Linked DNA regions of Cricetulus griseus: region 1 is linked to region 2. A link is a contact called in public Hi-C data. All regions are on one chromosome and are shown on one strand. The core of a region is the stretch at or near the end of the contact, and the rest is flanking DNA. Distances in the headings are between cores, read along the strand shown. Region 1 overlaps App (amyloid-beta precursor protein). Region 2 holds the start of App (amyloid-beta precursor protein).

Evidence for each region. A called contact is a pair of places that touch in the nucleus more often than the background predicts.
Region 1: a contact with region 2 is called in a Hi-C map of liver, with 4 times the contacts expected there. The contact joins the enhancer-like site here to the promoter of App in region 2. A contact is called at or near these places in 5 of 8 Hi-C or Micro-C datasets (the CHL-YN cell line, the CHO-K1 cell line, fibroblasts and 1 more).

What each region holds. Positions count from the first base shown.
Region 1 is chr4:11,972,675-11,975,882 of CriGri-PICRH-1.0, reverse strand. It overlaps App (amyloid-beta precursor protein), which reads right to left. Exons shown (of 15, transcript XM_027412368.2): 15 at 1-381. The coding sequence ends at 280. Among named protein-coding and RNA genes, the nearest start is that of Atp5pf, 100 kb to the left of the region's middle. Within about 2 kb of position 1,667, at least 1 of the 6 cell types and tissues checked has open chromatin away from gene starts, as enhancers often do.
Region 2 is chr4:11,757,197-11,760,331 of CriGri-PICRH-1.0, reverse strand. App (amyloid-beta precursor protein) reads right to left here and starts at 1,819. Exons shown (of 15, transcript XM_027412368.2): 1 at 1,693-1,819. The coding sequence starts at 1,749. LOC118238768 reads left to right here and starts at 1,760. Exons shown (of 2, transcript XR_004769844.1): 1 at 1,760-2,422; 2 at 2,601-3,135.

The sequences.
Region 1 (3,208 bases), core at 418-2,917, 220 kb before region 2:
TACAGCTAATTTTTTTTTTACAGTACACAAAACCCATTAATAATGTAGTGTAGAGACCAGAATATAAAGAGAGAAAGAGAGAATACATTACTGATTTGTATATTAATTCAAGTTCAGGCATCTACTTGTGTTACAGCACGGCTGTCAAAAGGCGATGATGAGTAAATAATAAACCAGAAGGGCTTGTTTCTTTCCACGTTATTTTATAAATGAACACCGATGGGTAGTGAAGCAATGGTTTTGCTGTCCAAGTTCGGAGGCTGCTGCTGTGGCGGTTGTCTAGTTCTGCATCTGCTCAAAGAACTTATAGGTAGGATTCTCATATCCGTTCTGCTGCATCTTTGAGAGGTGGCGCTCCTCCGGGGTCACGGCAGCATCAACCTAGAAAGCAGGCATGAGACTCGAGTTTAAAACACACCGGCCCTGTGAGGGAGCCCGGCAGCATCAACCTAGAAAGCAGGCATGAGACTCGAGTTTAAAACACACCGGCCCTGTAAGGGAGCGCGGTACTACTGGGCAGTAATAGGACATAGTCTGCGGGGTTTTCTTTTCCCAAAGTGCATAACATCCACGCCTTTTTTTTTTTTTTTTTTTCTTTGTTTTTCCAGACAGGGTTTTTCTGTAACTTTGTAGACCAGGCTGGCCTCGAGCTCACAGAGATCCGCCTGCCTCTGCCTCCTGAGTGCTAGGATCAAAGGCATACGCCAGCACTGCCTGGCTTAACATTCATGGTTTTATTATCTTTATCCTCCAATTTCTGACATTACACAGTAGAGTGTCCATGGCTTATGCCGATGCAACATCTAGCCACTAGGTGGTGCTGAAAATCTTGATGGTTTGCGCAGGCCCATTGGCTGAAACAAATAGCTAACACTGAAGACATGGGGTGGCAAGCTAGAGAGAGCTTCACACAGAGCTCACTGTGACACTTAGAACTGGGCAGAGTATAATACTCAGCTCTCTGGGGTTCCAAGTATCTTCTATCATTTCAATATGCTTTTATATTTGTAGAAATGTTAGGGACTTCTGAGAACCTATTGATTAAAGTGGTAACATGTATAAAAGGAAAGCTATGTAGAGACATGCTGACTTACATGCTATATATAAAACACATGTTTTATACACATATATGTCTCTCTAAAATACTTACACATATATAATTTGCCATACTGGGGGTTGGATTCAGGGCCAGACCTGTATTCATGGAGACAGACAGACAGACAGACAGACACACACACATACACACACAGACACACAACACAGATTCAGACACACAAACATACACAGATACACACACATACAGACACAGACACACACACACAGACACACACACATACATACACAGACACACACACACACACACAGACACACACACACAAACACAGACAAACACACAGACAGACACACACCCACAAAGACACACACACACACAAAGACACACACTTCCCTGAACCCTAAGATACATAGGAACTACAGCCAGCTAAGTCATCACAGGGATTCTGTTACTACTTCAGGGTTTGCCTGTTGGATCAGGTCAGCATTATAAACATGCTCTCCCTCAGCCATTTTCACGAAGAGCCATGCAGGCTGACAGTCTCCGAAGACTGTGCAGGGCACTTATCTCTTTACGGTGGCTCATGGCTGTTCTTGTTTCTATATTTGCACCACCTCTCCCAGTGAGAAGGGGAGGTGCTTGCTTCAGTCTGCTGAATTAATAAGAGCTCAGCCTCTGCAGAACCACTAGAAGATGAAGAGAACCTGCTCAGATGCACACAGAATAAAGCGTCTTTTCCCCGGGAAAGTTAAGGCATATTCTAGGGGCTGTATTTCAAAGGCATCCTTCTTACTCTGTCCAGGGCTGAACTGACCTTGCAACCTCAGTAGGACCCCATTTACCATGGCTAAGCATTGCCAAGGAACATCTGACAATTTACCCAGTGTTTTCCTTTCTGATACCCCCAATGTGGCACAGTTTGGATTCAGCATGGCTGTCTCATTGCAGTGGTGGCTCCTAAACCCCAATGCAGGAAAACAATAACAACAAAAAAACCAAAAACCAAAACCAAAGCCAAACAAAACAAACCCCCCAGAAAACAAAAAGCCGTAGAGCTCACGGTGTCAGCATTGAGCGACCAGGTGTATGGATAGACCTATATAGATAGGTCATGACTAGTCCCACCTAAGAAGTACCTCAGATGGAGAGCCTTGCAGACATAAATCCCTTCACAGCCACTGTGTGACCCTCACAGCGACTCTTTAGCCTGGGCAGGAGACAGACTTCATGATACAGTCACCATGCAGTGGAAACAGAAGCTTCCATGCTCTCTCTGCCCACAGGACAGTTCCTTCTGCTTATTGCCCCAGGCTCCTCCCATCGTCAGGAGGTGGTATCCTGATGGGAGCTGTTCTCATCTTCCCTCCTGTGAGAGTTGCCTGCAGTCCTGTCCCCGGGTTAGTCCAGTGACAGCTCTGGGCATTTCCTCCTAGAACAAGTGCTACCTAAGAGCCAGCGTTCAGACAACACTGTTCAAATGGGTGCTCAGCATCATTGCCCTTTGGGACAAACACACAGGTGTTTTTCCCATCTCCTCTCGTTTCCTGTGATCTGTGCTGTTGTCAACAAATGAGGTCACCTTGATTTAATTGGCAACTGTGTAATTGGCCACAGGCTTGCCAGCTGAAACGGTTTATCTGTACAGATTAATTCCCGAAGTGTGAGCATTTGGTCACTCTCCCGGTCTGCTTGCTAGGGACCGGACTGTCTGCAATAATATGCCATTTGAACTTGGGCATTCCCCCCTCCCTTTGTGTTACCCCATAATTGAGATTCCAAAGAAGGGAGTTAAAAAAAAAATCTTGCTTCAGAGATCAAGCACGACTGCTGTTTCTTAAAGTAGGCAAATATACACAACAGCCGTCCGTGTGTTAGAATATATACCTTGAGGAGAAGCAGCAAACCTCTGCTACCTGTCAACAGTCACTTGCATTTCCCAAGAACAGCAGAGCACCTGCCTGTTTAATACTGTTATTTACTTTTATCTCTTCAAACTCCAAAACAAATGCTCAGGGGAACCCCACCAGAGACCCAGGCTCAGAGCTGGCTCAGCCCTGGCATCTCAATTCAGTCTTGTCTTGGTTTCTTTGATGTGCTAATCCTCGGTGCCCTTTGCTGCTGGGAAGCAGAGGTGTTCGAGATCCCTGCCATGGG
Region 2 (3,135 bases), core at 570-3,069:
TAAATAAAAATCCGTACTAGTGTGATTGCCTGGACAGTCCCCATGGAATTACAGGAAAGCACTCATCCGGAAATTGCTATTTTGGAAAATTACTATGAGGTAGGGGGGAAAGGGGACTCTGACGGGGAGGGGATATTGCAGAATGCTTAAGATGATGAAAAAGGAACAAACGATGCGAAACACAACCAGCTGCCACGCAAGCAACTTCTAGGCATCTTTGGGTAAAAAGGAAAACAACCCTTTTGCTGGATGTTGGAGAGTTGGATGAATGGGGAAGACTTGTTATACACCTAGTGGTGGGTGGATTTCACAGGCTGCAGCCTCCACACAGCTTTTCTTTGCTGCACTGCAGAGGCGCCATCTTCTCCGTCTTAATCTTCACTCTACTCGACCCTTTTTTTTTTATCTGCACCCTTCCCAAAAAGGACCCTGAGGACCGTCCCCAGCATCCTGCGCCCCCAGGGGTGACTAAGCTGGAGTCCCCAGAACTGCCCTGAGGAGGCCCCACCTCAATCAGACCAACGCCTCCCTGGATGCTCAGGAGCCCCAGCCTCCCCACCGCCCGGCACTGCCCTTTGCAGACGCACGCCTCGCTCCCGGCTCTCTGTCCCCCTCACCCCCCCCTCTCCCTGCGAGGACTTTGCAGCCCCGCTCAGGGTCGGCACTAGGTGGTGGCGATGCGGGGGAGGGAGACCGCGGGGCCCCGGCAGCACCCCCGGGCCCTCGGGGACAGACGCGCGGCGCGGGGAAGGGAGCCGCCGCGGTGGCGCACAAACTCCCTCGGCTCCGCCACCGCGCCCTGGACGGCGAGGGCGGGGTGTCGCCGCTTTTGTTCCCGGGGAACCTTCTGGGTCCCTGGGAGAAGCTGGAGGCACAGCGGAGAGAGCCCGGGACGTCCAGTGTGAAGGACGGTGCCTGCCGGGGGGCCGCCGCTCTCCGGTTCCCCCCCAACACACCCCCAGTCACTTGCAACTTAACACAAAAGGGAGACACGGAAATGCACAAAGTTTGCCCGCGGAAGGCGGCGCGCGACCCCGCGCCCGCTCGGGAGAGGGGTCGCTGCGCAGGCTGCAGCCGCCGCCGCGCCGCCGGGAGCGAAGGGGCTTCGCGCCGCCGAGTCGGGCGGGGGAAGGGAAGGAGGGACGGGAAGGGAAGGGAAGGGAAGGGGAGCCAGGCGCTCCCCGGCTCCCAGAGATGTCCCCGTCCCCAGCCAGGGCTCGCCCCGGGGAAAGGGAAGGGCGGCGATTTCCTCGCGGGGCACGGGATTCGGGGACTCCGCGCTTTCAGTTCTCCCACACGTGTCCCCTTCCCCCCACCGCCTGGCTGTCTCCGCACCCCCCAGCCCGGCTCTCCGGGCAGGGAGGAGTCGGTCGGGGTCTGCGCTCAGGCTCACCCCCTCGCCCTCGCCCGGGGCTGGCACGGGTCGGGGGAGCCCGGCGCCTCGCCCGCTCCCTGTCCGCGGGCCGGGCAGCGCGTCCCTGGGCAGGGCTGGGCCGGAGACGCCGATGCGCAGGGCGCCCGCAGGCGGGGGCGGCGGAGAGCGGGATGCCCGCGACAGTCCCCAGCCTCTCACGACCCCAGCTCCGTGCTGGGTGAGCAGGATCGGGTCCCCCATACCCACACCCACCCACCCACCCGGCGCCCGCCTCCCCGACCCCCGCCCCGGTCCCTTTCCCGAGGCGCGGCACCCACCTCCAGCGCCCGGACGGTCCAGGCGGCCAGCAGGAGCAGCGCCAAGCCGGCCAGCATCGTGATCCCGCTTGGGGCAGCGAGTGCGCTGGGTGCGAATGGGAGATCCGCCGCGCCCTGCCTGGGTCCGCGTCGCTGTCGCCGCCGCGGTCTCCGGGAGCCCCCGCGCTCGCTCGCTTGCTCGGCTCGGGGTGCTCTCGCCTCCCGCCGCTGAAGAAACTGACAGAGCAGGAGCGCGGCGGCGGCGGCGGGGCTCGCAGCCGGGAGAGTCAGCTGATCCCGCCCACCCGGCTCGCCACCCGACAGAGACCTCTAGCGGAGCCCGGGGAGCTGCGCCCGCCCGGGCGCCACCGGAGGCGACCCCGGCCAGCAGCCCACAGGTGCGGTGGCCCGGGCACCGGCACGCCGCTGCGGAACCCGCGCCCCCCCCTCCCTGGGCTCCGGGAACCAAGGAAGGGATGACCCGGGTCAGGGACAGGGACCGGCAGTCCGGGGCAGGCAGGGGTGCGGGGAGCGGGGGTGAATCCTAGGATTCACGTTTGGGTTCCAGGAAAGTCGGGAGCGCTCCCGGCTCGTCCCCGTGAGCTTGAGTCACCCGACCCCGCAGGCCTCTCTGGAATGTGGCTGGGGAGCCTCTGCTGCGGTGCGTTTTTATTATCTGCAGTTCATTTGCTCTGTTTGGAGAGGTGGCGCGAGGCCGAGAACATCAGCAATAGGATTTCTTTGCACAAGGGTAACCTCCACCCCCGCCGCCCCCGCCCCCAGCAACCTGGAATTTTTGTCGTTAGAATGCGCCAGAAAAGGGCTTGCCACCCAGGACGCAGAAAGACCGGTTTTCTTTAGGTTTATAGTGGGGCGTGGGGGTATTTTTTAATTGTTGTTGCATTTTTGTTTGATTTGGGCGGTTTCAGAGAAGAAGAGAGGCATCCGGATCGGAGGAGACGGAGGTGAAATCTAAGATGGAGAGGAGATAAAGTTGAGCTGGAAGGGATCCTGCGCTATGGCCCTGGTTCCTCCTCCTTCACCAAGGACTTTGGCCTGAACTCTGCTCTTGTCCTTCTTGGCATCTGCCTTAAATCACAGAAAAGGACCTCTGTAAAGCCATTTTCTCCTGCATGAATCGCAAATAGTGCAGTGCTAGAATGGCCTAGAACCATCCAGATATTCACCCCCTCCTGACTGGATGTGGCAAAACCCTATGGCCTAGTGAGAGGGGTCAGGAGATAATGCCGGATGAGTTTCTGGCTCTGATGCCACTACCTTTTTCCTCACCTCATGTGTTTTTTAACAACTTGACTTGAGCTGTGGTCATCTGGGAAGAAGGACCCTAAATTGGAGGAAATGCCTCCATTAAATTAGCTTGGAGGCAAGACCTTGGAGACTTATTCTAGATTATTGATCGATGTGGTAGGCCAGCCCTGGCCAGGTGGTCCTGGGTTGTGTAAG